2 separate regions of the Danio rerio genome follow, and region 1 is linked to region 2. Evidence: chromatin contacts called from public Hi-C data. All regions are on one chromosome and are shown on one strand. Each heading gives the region's core, a stretch centred on a gene start, on an enhancer-like site or on the middle of the called end of the contact. The rest is flanking DNA. Distances are from core to core; before and after follow the strand shown.

Region 1 (6,374 bases), core at 533-3,032, 180 kb after region 2:
ATGATGATGACAGTTTCAGTGCTTGATCAGCAAGTGCTGTCACAAGTCAACATCTCTGAAACCATCCAAGCCACAACACACAATCGGACACACTTGTCACTGCTAACGCAGGAAGATCTCCAACACACACACTTTCTAATTTTGCAATCCCCCACACTTTCTGTCTGTCTCTATCTCACCCCCACAGCCTAATTGTTTGTTTGTATGACATGTCCAGTTTCAGACTTGCTGGGATAGTAGAAGTAAAAATAGATGTGAAGGCCACTGTGGGTCCTCAGCTGGCGAGGATGAATAAAAACAGCACGCTGCCCGGACAAAAGTCTGCTCATTTCATCACTGTCTCTTGCTTCTGTGGAGAGTGAAAATAGAGTGGCTCACATAAAAATCAGTGTATTTATTCAATAGCCATTAAAATGTAACACTGAGGACCGCATAAATGATTTCAAGACAGCTTTGAAATGAAAAGCACATTGTTTACGGTTCCCAAACAGGCTCGTTTAAACAGCTATTATAAATTAATGAAAGGGCAAGTTCTCCTTTGAGAAGAAATTGTACCTACTTTCATTTGCGCAGTAAAATTGTTGTACTTTTGAGGAGATTCACATAACTCTTTCATGTTAAAATAAAAACAAACGTTCTCGCGTCACTGTCAAGAAGTGTTTCCACGCGATATTTCGTTGGAAAACACAGCGGAAGACACTTCAATCGCCCTGTTTCTACATCTCTGTCTTGCTAGCTAACTACATGCATGCATAATTGATGACAAGACTGCAAAACAACAAGGTGAGAAACCAACATTTCTATTATTTATACGCTCGGCACAACAAAACCACACCGCTGCTGCTGTCGCCGCGCGCCTCTCTGTCCCACAAACCAAACGCACAAACCGCTCACCACATGAGTGTCTATTCATCTATAAATATTTCAAGTGTAAATTAAGATTTAAAAATGGGTCAAGTGGAATAGGAAGCAGCCCGCGTCAACTTTTTATATGCATTCGCGTGTTCAAAAACACGAAAGCGCACTGATATAGTGCGCTTAAAAACAGCTGTTTCAACACATGAGAGATGCTTGTCATTTGCATCGTGCTCGTTTGATTTATTCTGACATCTCGCAACAAGTTCTGAACGTGCGTAAATGTTACTTTACCTCCATGGAGAGACGCGACGAGGAGCGCGTGCATTAACGCCATCCGTAAAGCGGTCATCTTTGGCTTTCTGGGTAGTAGTCTATTGTTCAAAAACGACATTATGAATAGTCTAGTTTGAGAAGTTCTTGAATAAATATCATAATCCTCTGAAAAGTCATGTGATAATGTAAATGGTTCGATAGCAGAATAGCCTTGTTGCGGTCCCCAAAAATCCGTGTCCTTTACCTCTCACCAAAATTCCGTCAGAAACGAGATTCAAAAGTGGCAATGCGTTGTTATTATTATTATAAGCCAACGAAAGTCGCTGTCATTGTTGCAGTGTTGTGATTATTCCTCCAGTACATAAAGTTTAAAAGGTCCGGAGCGGGTGCGTTATGAAGTCACGCGCCGCAGAAGTTGGTTGTGCTCTCCGCGCGAGCTCGTGGGTAGATGCGCGTCCTATGAATCCGTCTCTTGACGCACGGCAGCGCAAAACCACCCGCGGTCGCCGCTGACACTCTCTGAAATGTTCCCATCGCTCCTGTGACGCTGCTTTTGCGCCAACATGTCTGATTTTTATCTTCGCTTTGCCTGAAGGAACTTACTCGCGCAGTTCTCCTGAGACAGAAAGGCCAACAGTCAAGCTGGTACTCCAGCGCTGAGAGCGGGAAGCGCGTGAAGAAGAGGCGAAAAAGAGGGACATCTCCGCTAGCCAATGAGGTTTTGCGACAGAACAGGTGCACGAAAACTACAGCCAATTACAAGCAAGGAAACCCCCTCACACAAGGAGGCACATTTTTATTTTACAAAGCGCAAATTTTACGCAGTCTAATATTTATTAAAGAAAAGGCATAATGAGCATATATTGAAATATATATATATATATAATATTTATTGTATATTGTACAAAAATCTTTTCAATATATGAATATTCTGACAGAGGAAATTCATGTTAAAGTTGATTTATGGTTGTACTCGTTTTACATTCTCACAAGCTTAAAATAAATACATATTTTGTCTTAGAACGACCAAAAAAACAAACAAATCAAACTTCTAAAAATGGAGTTAAACTGAATTAGCTGGCTTGACCAACCTAACATGCAGAAAAATCTCTCAAAATCAGCTATTAAAACCAACAAACCAGCTTCGGTTTTTTTGTTTACTACACTTTTTTTCAGTGTATTTGTTCCCTGGCAATCAAACCTATGACCTTGGCATGTAAAAATGAAGTACTTCAGCATATATTGTATGAGAACAAGTTGCTTTAAGTGGGAACCTCAGCATGAATAATCGTGTGTCGCTGTGCTCAAAATGAGGAGCAATAGGGACCCCTAGTGAGGACAAACTGAATAACGTGTCTCTGTGTGTGGTCTGAGTGGCACAGACAGTGCAAGATTTGACATATTACCAGTTTTCGCTTTAAATCCTTATATTTGATGCCTTAAATTGTCAAGAAAAGAACGTAAATGAAAACATTAGTTGATATAATGTCTTAGTACAAATCAAAAGTGAGCTCCTTTAATTTTCACCTAGACAAACGCAATTATATACATTGTACTTTTACTTATTTTTGTTTAAAGCCAAGAGTGATTTTTTTTATCCTTAACTGTATTTCTGATTATTGCAAGAGCTTTATTTTTCAAACATGCTTTTTTTTTTAATTTGGCAGAATATTTCCAGCTATTGAGTGCATGAATGATGAATGCAGCAAGTGAATCCGATGCGATGCATTCTGTTTCTTCCCGAATCTAATCACCAGGCCCAGCTTTTGGGATCAATGTTTTTTGGCCCAGATTTTTGGATGCACTGCACTGTGCATTTAGAACAAACACCACTGGCTCTCTTGTATCTTTCTTTTTGCCATCTAACCCTTCACTGTCTCACAATATTTATACACCTAAAAAAATAAGTATATATACATGCCCTTAACCCTCAGAGAACCAAGCATTGATAATGATCATTTTTTCCCCACACTTCAACATATCTTTAGAAAGTCATTAGATTAAAAAAATATATACTGTAAGTTGCACAGTGGTAAATTTTTTTTTAAATAAATAATAATAATAATTATTATTATTTTAAAACATAAAACATTATTTAGAAGTTAAAACATTTCACCACTATTTTTTGGAGACATTGTGAGGAAATATCTTGAAATTACAACACAATTCTAGAAAAAATGTATCTAATATAACTTTATTATATTATATTATATTATATTATATTATATTATATTATATTATATTATATTATATTATATTATATTATATTATATTATATTATATTATATTATATTATAAGAATATAAAGTGTGTTTGTAAAAAAATAGTCATGATAAGAAGACATTTTGCAATTTTTCTATTTAAATGCTATCAAAAATATTCATATGCATTATATGAGCAATATCACACGAGTAGCATTGCGATAAGTCTGTATATCTGCACTGGTGGGAGGCATGCATTAGTGTAAAAAGTAAAAAAAAAACTAAATTGGCACACTTCAACTTTAACTCTCAAAATGTTTTTTAGTGTAACAGTGTTTCGACCTACATGGTCTTCATCAGGATAAACAAGAAAACAGGAGAACTCAAGAAATAGTCAAGCTCTACACATCACACCTAGAAACAATAATTACACCAATCAACCAACAAGCCAGTAAACATGGCATGCATTAGTGTCCCACCAATGACGATATACAGCCATATCGCACTACTACAAGTGTGATAATGCATTTATACAACAATTCAACAGCATAATCGTGTGTATAAAAAAGAAAATCAAGCACAGAGGGTCTAAAAATCTTTTTGTTTGAGGAACTACTTTATTCCGCTGTTTATTCACATCTGCAGCTGAATTCAGAACAGCAGAAACTGTTGCTCATTCATTAGTTACTTTAGAGCTAGAATTTGAATGATTCTCTAGCGTAATGTCTGAAATGATGGCAAACAGGTGATTTTGCTCACATTTTAAGATTATAAGGCTGAACGGCATGAAATATGGGATATCACAATAATTAACTCAGAAAAAGCCAAAGCAAAGCAAACACTATACCAGACTATGGTATAAATTCAGCACTAAAACATACAAAAGAGAAAGATCGACTTAGAAAGTCCCTTACCTATTTTATAATGATTTGATCAGCTGTAATTTAAAATCCCGCTGAGTTTTTCTCTTCTAAGGGCTTCTTATGTGGTCTCTGTCACCATCTTGTGGCTGAACGTCAACTGTCTTCACTCTGCTAGGTAGGACAGACTGATAGATGCCGACACACTGCCTCTCAGAAATTATAAATATTTAAAACAGGCAATTTCATTATAAATAAACTGTATAGTTTCAATATAAACAACTACATTCTTGCATAAAAACCTTCAAAAGTACATTATGTTGTCCCAACACAATCTCACGGCAATTCGTAACTTTTTGAATTAGTGGCTAATTCATAGAAATTCGTCTGATCTTATTCATACAATTTAGTACAATTTGCTTATTCGTACGAATTAGCCATTAAACTGACAAAACGTACAATACGGTTTCCTCATGATATCAGGCTGGTTGTCCAAGAGCTGCAATATTTGTGAAATTGTAGTGAGTTTATTGAACTGCTGTCACTCTGTACGAGTTCTGATATTGTAGAATATCGCACGGCTATCTACCAGACTAGAGATCCAGACAAAACTGTTGTTTAAAATTTAATAATACATCTAGGGCTCTATTTTGACAGTCCATGTGCAGAGCGCAAAACACAGGGCGCAAACACTTTCAGGGCATGTCAGAATGCCTTTTTGCTAATTTAAGGACGGGAAAATCCGCTTTGCGCCGTGGTGCATGGTCTAAAAGGGTTGAGTTTATTTTCTTAATGAGTTATATGTAGGTGTGTTTTGAGAATAAACCAATTAGAGTCTCATCTCCCATTCCCTTTAAGAGCCAGCTGCGTCGCGCCATAAACGCATTTGCTATTTACAGGACGTAAAGTAAGTCTAAATGAAAAAACTAAGCATTTCACAAGCAAACAGTTAACAGTTGACAGTTTTTTTAACAGAAAACTGTTAAACAGAGCATCTACTGCGTGAGAATGAGAGATAAATTATCTACTTTCACTTTCGCTCTTGGATAGGGAAACCTTTATGCACAGACATCAATTAGTCTATAAATTATTAATTGCGTTAATTAAGCGCAAATATTTGTTTCAAAACTATTTCTAAATTCAGTTCTAATTTCAAGCAAACGAATAAATGATCAATAATAACAAAATGTGCTCAAAAACCTAAGTTATATCTTAAAACACATGCTGTGCCCCATATGGTCTAAAACCTGACAGGTGGGCAAATCTAAGCTTGTTTTTAATAAAACAAATATAAATATGGATATAATAAATAATACTGCTAATAATATTAACATTATACAAAAGCAAATTGTTATGAATGAACTGTAAAAGCCTCCCGAGATGAAGACATAAAAGCAGTGGTTTTTCATATTTAGATAGGCTAGAAAATAATATGTTTTGTTATATTTTAATTCTTAATATTTATATCCTATATCTATTCTTATTATATCCTATATATATCCTTAATATTTAAAATTTTTCATATGTAAAGATATTTGCCTATTGCTCTCGTGCGTATTAAGCAGTGTGTAAGCGAGTTTAGACCGGGTTTGTTTAGGTCTAATGAAAAATATATTTTAGTTTCTCAAAAGAAAAGTTTCTCAGCAACGTGCCAGCAGTGCACCTCAGAACGCCTTCCCTTTTAGACCAGAACGGCTATGGGTGCACATATGAGCGCTAATGCATTTGCTATTTAAACAGCGTAGCGCAACGCCTCAAAACGACTTTTGCACCAAGCTGAAACTAGCGCCGCTCCTTGTGCCACATTGCACCGGGTGTATGATAGGGCCCCTAGTGTTTTATTACTCATTGATATATTAATATATTATCGTATCTTTATATATTTAAAAATATATTATCGTGTACATTTATATATTTAATAATATATTATCGTGTACATTTATATATTTAATAATATATTATTGTGTACATTTATATATTTAAAAATATATTATCGTGTATATTTATATATTTAATAATATGTTATCGTGTTTATATATTTATTAATATATTATCGTATATTTATATAATTAATAATATATTATCGTATATTTATATATTTAATAATATATTATCGTTTATTTACATATTTGATTTTATATATATATATATATCGCATATTTAAATATTTAATAATATATTA
Region 2 (5,991 bases), core at 1,770-4,269:
AAACAATTGATCCTATATTTGCTGAGACACCTGGGACTGAGAGTCAGCTCCAAAGGTTCAGTGTGAAAAGACTAAAACATGACCATTTCCATTACTATACCACTACACAACTCAGAGAAGCCTTAATGAATAGATAAGAGCATTTTTAGTGCCTGAACAAAACTTTAAAAAAACAGATTTCTAGGGTGATTCTTTCTGTAGAATATATAATTGCAACAGGAGGTGACGCCTGCATAGGTGTGGACATCAGTAAATTATTTTCTCAGCACATCATTAATTTTGATTTATACATCGGAAACATTAGTCTAAAATATAACAGTATAGCACATGCTAACTGTTACATAATGCCGAACTCGTTTGTTTACAAGCAAATCGTGTTTGTTTGCCAGTAATTTAGAGGACTGATTTGTAATATCAATCCTATTATTGTTAATTACACTTTTTCGTGGTAAAAATAGCATTTAACATAGCCTCCTAATTAGAGATGGTAACTGAGAACCACTTTTTTGTATCAATATTGTAAAAATATTGATAATCTCAATTGAAATCATCACACGGTCAACATTTGTTCAACGTTCGTGATGCACATAACCTTGTGCATGTGTGGGTTGTTTTTATGTGCAGACAGTCGGTCATGGTGGCTACTGCTAGTTCAAAAATGTGGGCTGAGAAGACAAAGCTAAAATACACCAGTGTAAATGCAGACATCCCACCTCCTTTATGCGGGAGACTCCCACATATTCATAGTGGCTCCTTGAAATTAGATACAATATCTCAGAAATTTGAGGCAAGAGAGAGAATCAGCAACTTGAGTGAGAGAATATTTTTTTATCACATATAAGCCTTAATGGTGCTGCCTGTAAGTTTTTGAGTCATTTAAAGTAAAAAAAAATGCAAAGATTTGCAGATAAATACGAAGCATGCTAAGTGAGCATATTTATCTGAAAAACAAAGCTAAAGTCAGATATTCTCCTTTGAAAATGTGTGTTCTGTGTCAGAATGTTTGTCTTTGTTCTGGACTGTGTAACTCCTCCCACTGACAGTTTACCCAGTAATATTTTGAATGTATGTAATGCGACCTCCAGAGCAGCCTCCAAACTGAGACCGATTCAGATCCAAATCAGGTTGTTATCCATATTTGAGGTGGTTTTTAACATTTGCAACACAAATATTACAAAAGTAAACATTAGCTGACCAGCTTGCATTAAAAAGCTGCAGTCAGTGGACCAGAATCCCAAGCTCATGCGACAAGTTTAGCATATCGCTACATCCCAAAGTTCAAGCTTGGTTAACTCTGACCTGCGAAATCGCATCCCGTGATTGCGCGAGACCAATCAAAACTTGTACAGAATTTTTAAATATGAAGCAATCGCTCATTATTATAAAACGCTTTATAAATATCTAAACATCTTCCTTTATTCTGCCCCTTTACGTAGAATACTCAAACACTTTGTATGAAGTGGTTAACGCCTGCATTAGCCAGAGTTTACTGTGCCAAATAATTGCCAAAGGTGGCACACTTATGTTTTAAAATAACTGGGCCACATTTTCACCCACACGTGTTAGCCACTTTAGGTTTAGATACAAATTACCCTTATATGACTATGCCACATTTTTAACCAACTGTGGCCCACATTTGTACTCCATCATTTTGGCCAAATTTACCGTTTTCCACATGGGCCACATTAGGCTCACATTCGGATTAAATTTTGCCATTAGTGCCAAATCTTTACCCTAAATGGCCCATATATGAATTTGAATCTTTAACCCCCCTTTGCCATTGCACAGAAGAAGACATGTAAACTCGGCACAGAAAGACAACTGGCCTGTTCAGGATTGACAGTGATGTTCTTGCTGTGAGGCACAAGTGCTAACCACTGGGCCACCATGCCCCCCTATAAAGGGAAAGGTAGAGAAGTAGGGGTGGAAGGTGGGATTCCTCAAGGCTAAGATAACTGAAGTAAAAAAAAAAAAAACTCTGGTTATTTAAAGTGAGTTAGGCATCATCTGATTGGTAAATCATGTGTTAGCTAAGGCGAGACAAGTCATGATCAATCATAAGCACGTGATCTTTAAGAAATTATTTTTTAAATAAACTTGACTTCAAACATTACATAAACTCAAAAGAAGCCTATTTATTCTGTTTTAAAAATCAGAGGACAGTAACATCTGGGTAGAACTGCCAACTTTCATAGAGTCACAACACAGCTGTAGCTCAACTCTTATATAACTTCTCAGCTATTGTGTAACAACTAAAAAAAAAAAAAAAACTTGTTTTTATCTTTTCAGGATTAAATGTGCCTTAGTTTGTACAAATGTATTCCAAAATAAAATCCTATCAGAGTTGTTAACTAAAATGTTACAGGTTCAAACTCCAAAAACAAGCGAATCCTTTGCTGTTTTGCCCTTGAAAAAGGCACCAGGATGCTCCAGGGGGTCTCTGCCAAATGAATAAATGTTAATGTAATATATCTCAGGCCAGTGATCACATGATATCTAATATGAAAGTCACATGGCATGTTCTGCCAGAGACTTTTTATCATTATAATTACAGCCACATAAAAGCTGCATTATTAAAGAGCAGGAATCGACCATCACTGAATCATTTAGAAAAAAAAAAAAAACGCACAACTATGGCGTAGCCTCCAACTGATATTTTGGTGCTCCACACTATAATGGAAAAGCAGTGTGGTAGTGTGCATAACAACGAGAAAGGTCATGTATTTGTGTGTGTGTGTGTGTAAGAGTGGACACACAGCACAGGAAGTACTCAGGTCTGCAGGCCAATCCAATTGGCATTTAATTAACTGGGGACTCAGATCAGGGAGTTTACCCTTCTAAATCAATCCCCTATCCCGAGACTAAACGCTCACACACGTACAAACACACATGGTGGATTACACAGGTGGATTAGCAGGGTTTGTCTGGCAACGTGTCGGTTGGAGATGAGTTTGCAGATCGTGGCGTAAAGGGCGATGCAACCTTTGCACCAAAACAAACAGCCGTGTCATTGCATGTGTGCGCGAGTGTGATAGAGAATAGTGCGTGTCGGCTTGGCAATGGACCACACATACACAGCAAACAGTGGAATGCAAGCAAACACACACTAAGCATCTGAGCTTGCTTGAATGAGTCAGTTGGTCGCTGCATCATATCTGTTGGTGCTATTTAAAATTAGCATCTAGCAGCTAATATGACCACATTTGCATTTCCATTTGTTCTGCTTCAATAGTCACTGCCTACAGAGGTGGCCTTTCTAGGGAACACAAATGCTCTCTAGACTGTTATAATATAAAGCAACCTACTTATTATGATGCCTTCTAAAGTGTAGATTTAAGACAGCATTGCATTTAATGCAATGGAATAAACAGTGCGAACATTTTTTTATTTTATTTATTGATACATAAATAGTTCAGTGTATATAAAAAAATCCTTCATTAAATTTTTTTATAATTTTTTATTATCATTTTTTACCTGTCTAAAATGTTTTGGTTTAAATAACATTAACTTTAAAAACAAACAGCTTATATACTGTATAGTTTTGTAATTTAATTAAAATTTAAAATTTAGATTTTCCATTTTTTTTTAGATTTCCATTTTCTAATTTTTCCATTTTTTATGTCATATTTGTACCCCAACATATACATTGGGATGTACTAATTTTTGGACTGCGATCTTTAGGGTTGTTTGTTTGTTTGTTTGTTTGTTTGTTTGTTTGTTTGTTTGTTTGTTTGTTTGTTTGTTTGTTTGTTTGTTTGTTTGTTTGCTCCAGATTTGGCTTCAGTGCTAACTAAATAAATCTATATGCACAAATTTAACATTGTAAAGTATCCTATCAAAAAATTAATAAAAAAAAATAGAATCGTGAAGGGTGTACACATATACTGAGCACTTTACAGTATGTATGTATGTATGTATGTATAAATGTATGTATGTATGTATGTATGTATGTATATATATATATATATATATATATATATATATATATATATATATATATATATATATATATATATATATATATATATATATATATCACAAAAAATGAATAGATGTCAGTTCTTTCTAAAACTTTTCAAAAAAGAAGCCAAGAAAGATCAATTTATAAACAAAGTATTCAGATCGATTCATTAATTTGCAGAGGAATAGAATGACCAGTGCAAAGTTAAACAAACAAACAAACAAACAAACTTCATTCCATTAAACTATTTAATTCACCTACATTAAAATAAGTCTTGTAATCGCAACACAGTGCTCAGCATAAATGAGTTTCCTCTTTTTGAAAATGAATATTTCTCAGTGATGTAAGTAGTATATTTTGGGGTATTTGAACAAAACAGATTCATTAAACAGATATTTATTTTTTCATTCATTTTCTTTTCGGCATAGTCCCTTTATTAATGCGGGGTCGCCACAGCGGAATGAACTTATCCAGAACGTTTTTACGCAGCGGATGCCCTTCCAGCCGCAACCTACCTCTGGGAAACATCCACACACACTCATACACTATGGACAATTTAGCCTACCCAATTCACCTGTACCGCATGTCTGGGCTGTGGTGGAAACCGGAGCACCCACGAGAAAACCCACGCGAACATGCAAACTCCACACAGAAACGCCAACTGGCCAAGCCGAGGCTCGAACCAGCGACCCAGCGATCTTCTTGCTGAGAGGCAACAGCACTACCTACTGCACCACTGCGTCGCCAGATATATTTATTAATATAATATTTTAGGTTTGGAGTAAAGAGCTAAATTGAAATAAATTTAAGAGTACGCTGAATACAATTTAAAAATTTGAATCATTTTTATTGGACCCCGAGTAGACTTTTTAGGCTTGGTTTGAAGGACTCTGCTGAATGCTGGAGATGTGAAAGCGAAGAAGGAGACTTGACGCATGCCCTGTGGTCCTGTTCTAAAACACAGGAATTCAGGGTTAAAGTGCATAATTGCATTCAGGATGTTTCTGGATGCTGCTTTTCGTTTTGTCCTAACATATATGTACTTAACATATATGTACTGGGAAACCCGTTCGAGTTGGGATCTGGTGTGAAGATGTCTGAGTGGATTCAAATAAGTATTATGATTGGAAGACAAATCATTATGAGGGGATGCCGTTCAGCAGGTCCACTATTACTTCAAGAATGGGTTATGAATGGCCATATGAAAAAATGACATATACAGTAGATTACTAGATAAATTGGATGTTTATCAGAGAATATTGGGAAATCATTTGGCATTTTTGGAGAATGAATAAGGTCACTGTAATGAGATGAACGGTAAAAGTGTAATTATATTATTTGATTTATTTATGTATTATTATTATGGTATTGGATTTATGTAATTTTTTATTTATTTTATTTTTTTACTATTATTATGTTCTGTATGTGTGTGTTTTTTTTATTTAGTTATTTATTGAGTTTATATGATTTATCTGTATTTACAGAATTTATGATAGCAACATCTATTTACAGCCACTGCTGCTGTTGGGGAGGGGAGGGAAAAGGGGGTGTTAAAAGGAGGTAAAAAAATTGTAAACTGATAGTACTGTTAAATTATTAAAGAAAAAAAATTAATCATAAAAAAATTTAATTTTAGTCACAGATTATCTTTAAAAATAGACAAATAATACATTTAAATTCAAGAAAATATTGCAAAAAATATATATATTATATATTTCTTTGTGCTGATCTTTCTATTCTTTATTTAACATTTTTTTCCTAACACATAAATTTGGGTGTTCTCATTTGATCTTCAGTTTTTTTTTTTAAGATTAGTACCAGATTTGGCTTCAGTGCTGACTTAACTAATGGATATGCACAAATATAATATTGTAAAGCATCCAATTAAAAAATTTAATTGAAAATAATTGTGAGGGGTGTACTCATATATGCGGAGCACTGGATACATCACACAAAAAAAAATCATGAAATGTCAGATTTTTTCCAAAGTTTATTAAAAAATAAAGGTTTAACAAAAATCAATTCATAAA

The links. A called contact is a pair of places that touch in the nucleus more often than the background predicts.
Region 1: a Hi-C map of an unstated tissue shows a contact between it and region 2, with 4 times the contacts expected there. The contact joins the promoter of si:dkey-215k6.1 here to the enhancer-like site in region 2. A contact is called at or near these places in 1 of 18 Hi-C or Micro-C datasets (an unstated tissue) and 1 of 4 datasets of contacts at active chromatin or transcription factors (caudal fin).

Annotation. Positions count from the first base shown.
Region 1 is chr5:19,497,831-19,504,204 of GRCz12tu, forward strand. It overlaps si:dkey-215k6.1, which reads right to left and starts at 1,783. Exons shown (of 9, transcript XM_679464.10): 1 at 1,150-1,783. The coding sequence starts at 1,249.
Region 2 is chr5:19,318,567-19,324,557 of GRCz12tu, forward strand. The region is part of intron 2 of si:dkey-215k6.1; the gene reads right to left. Among named protein-coding and RNA genes, the nearest start is that of si:dkey-215k6.1, 180 kb to the right of the region's middle. Within about 2 kb of position 3,020, at least 6 of the 62 cell types and tissues checked have an H3K27ac peak or open chromatin away from gene starts, as enhancers often do.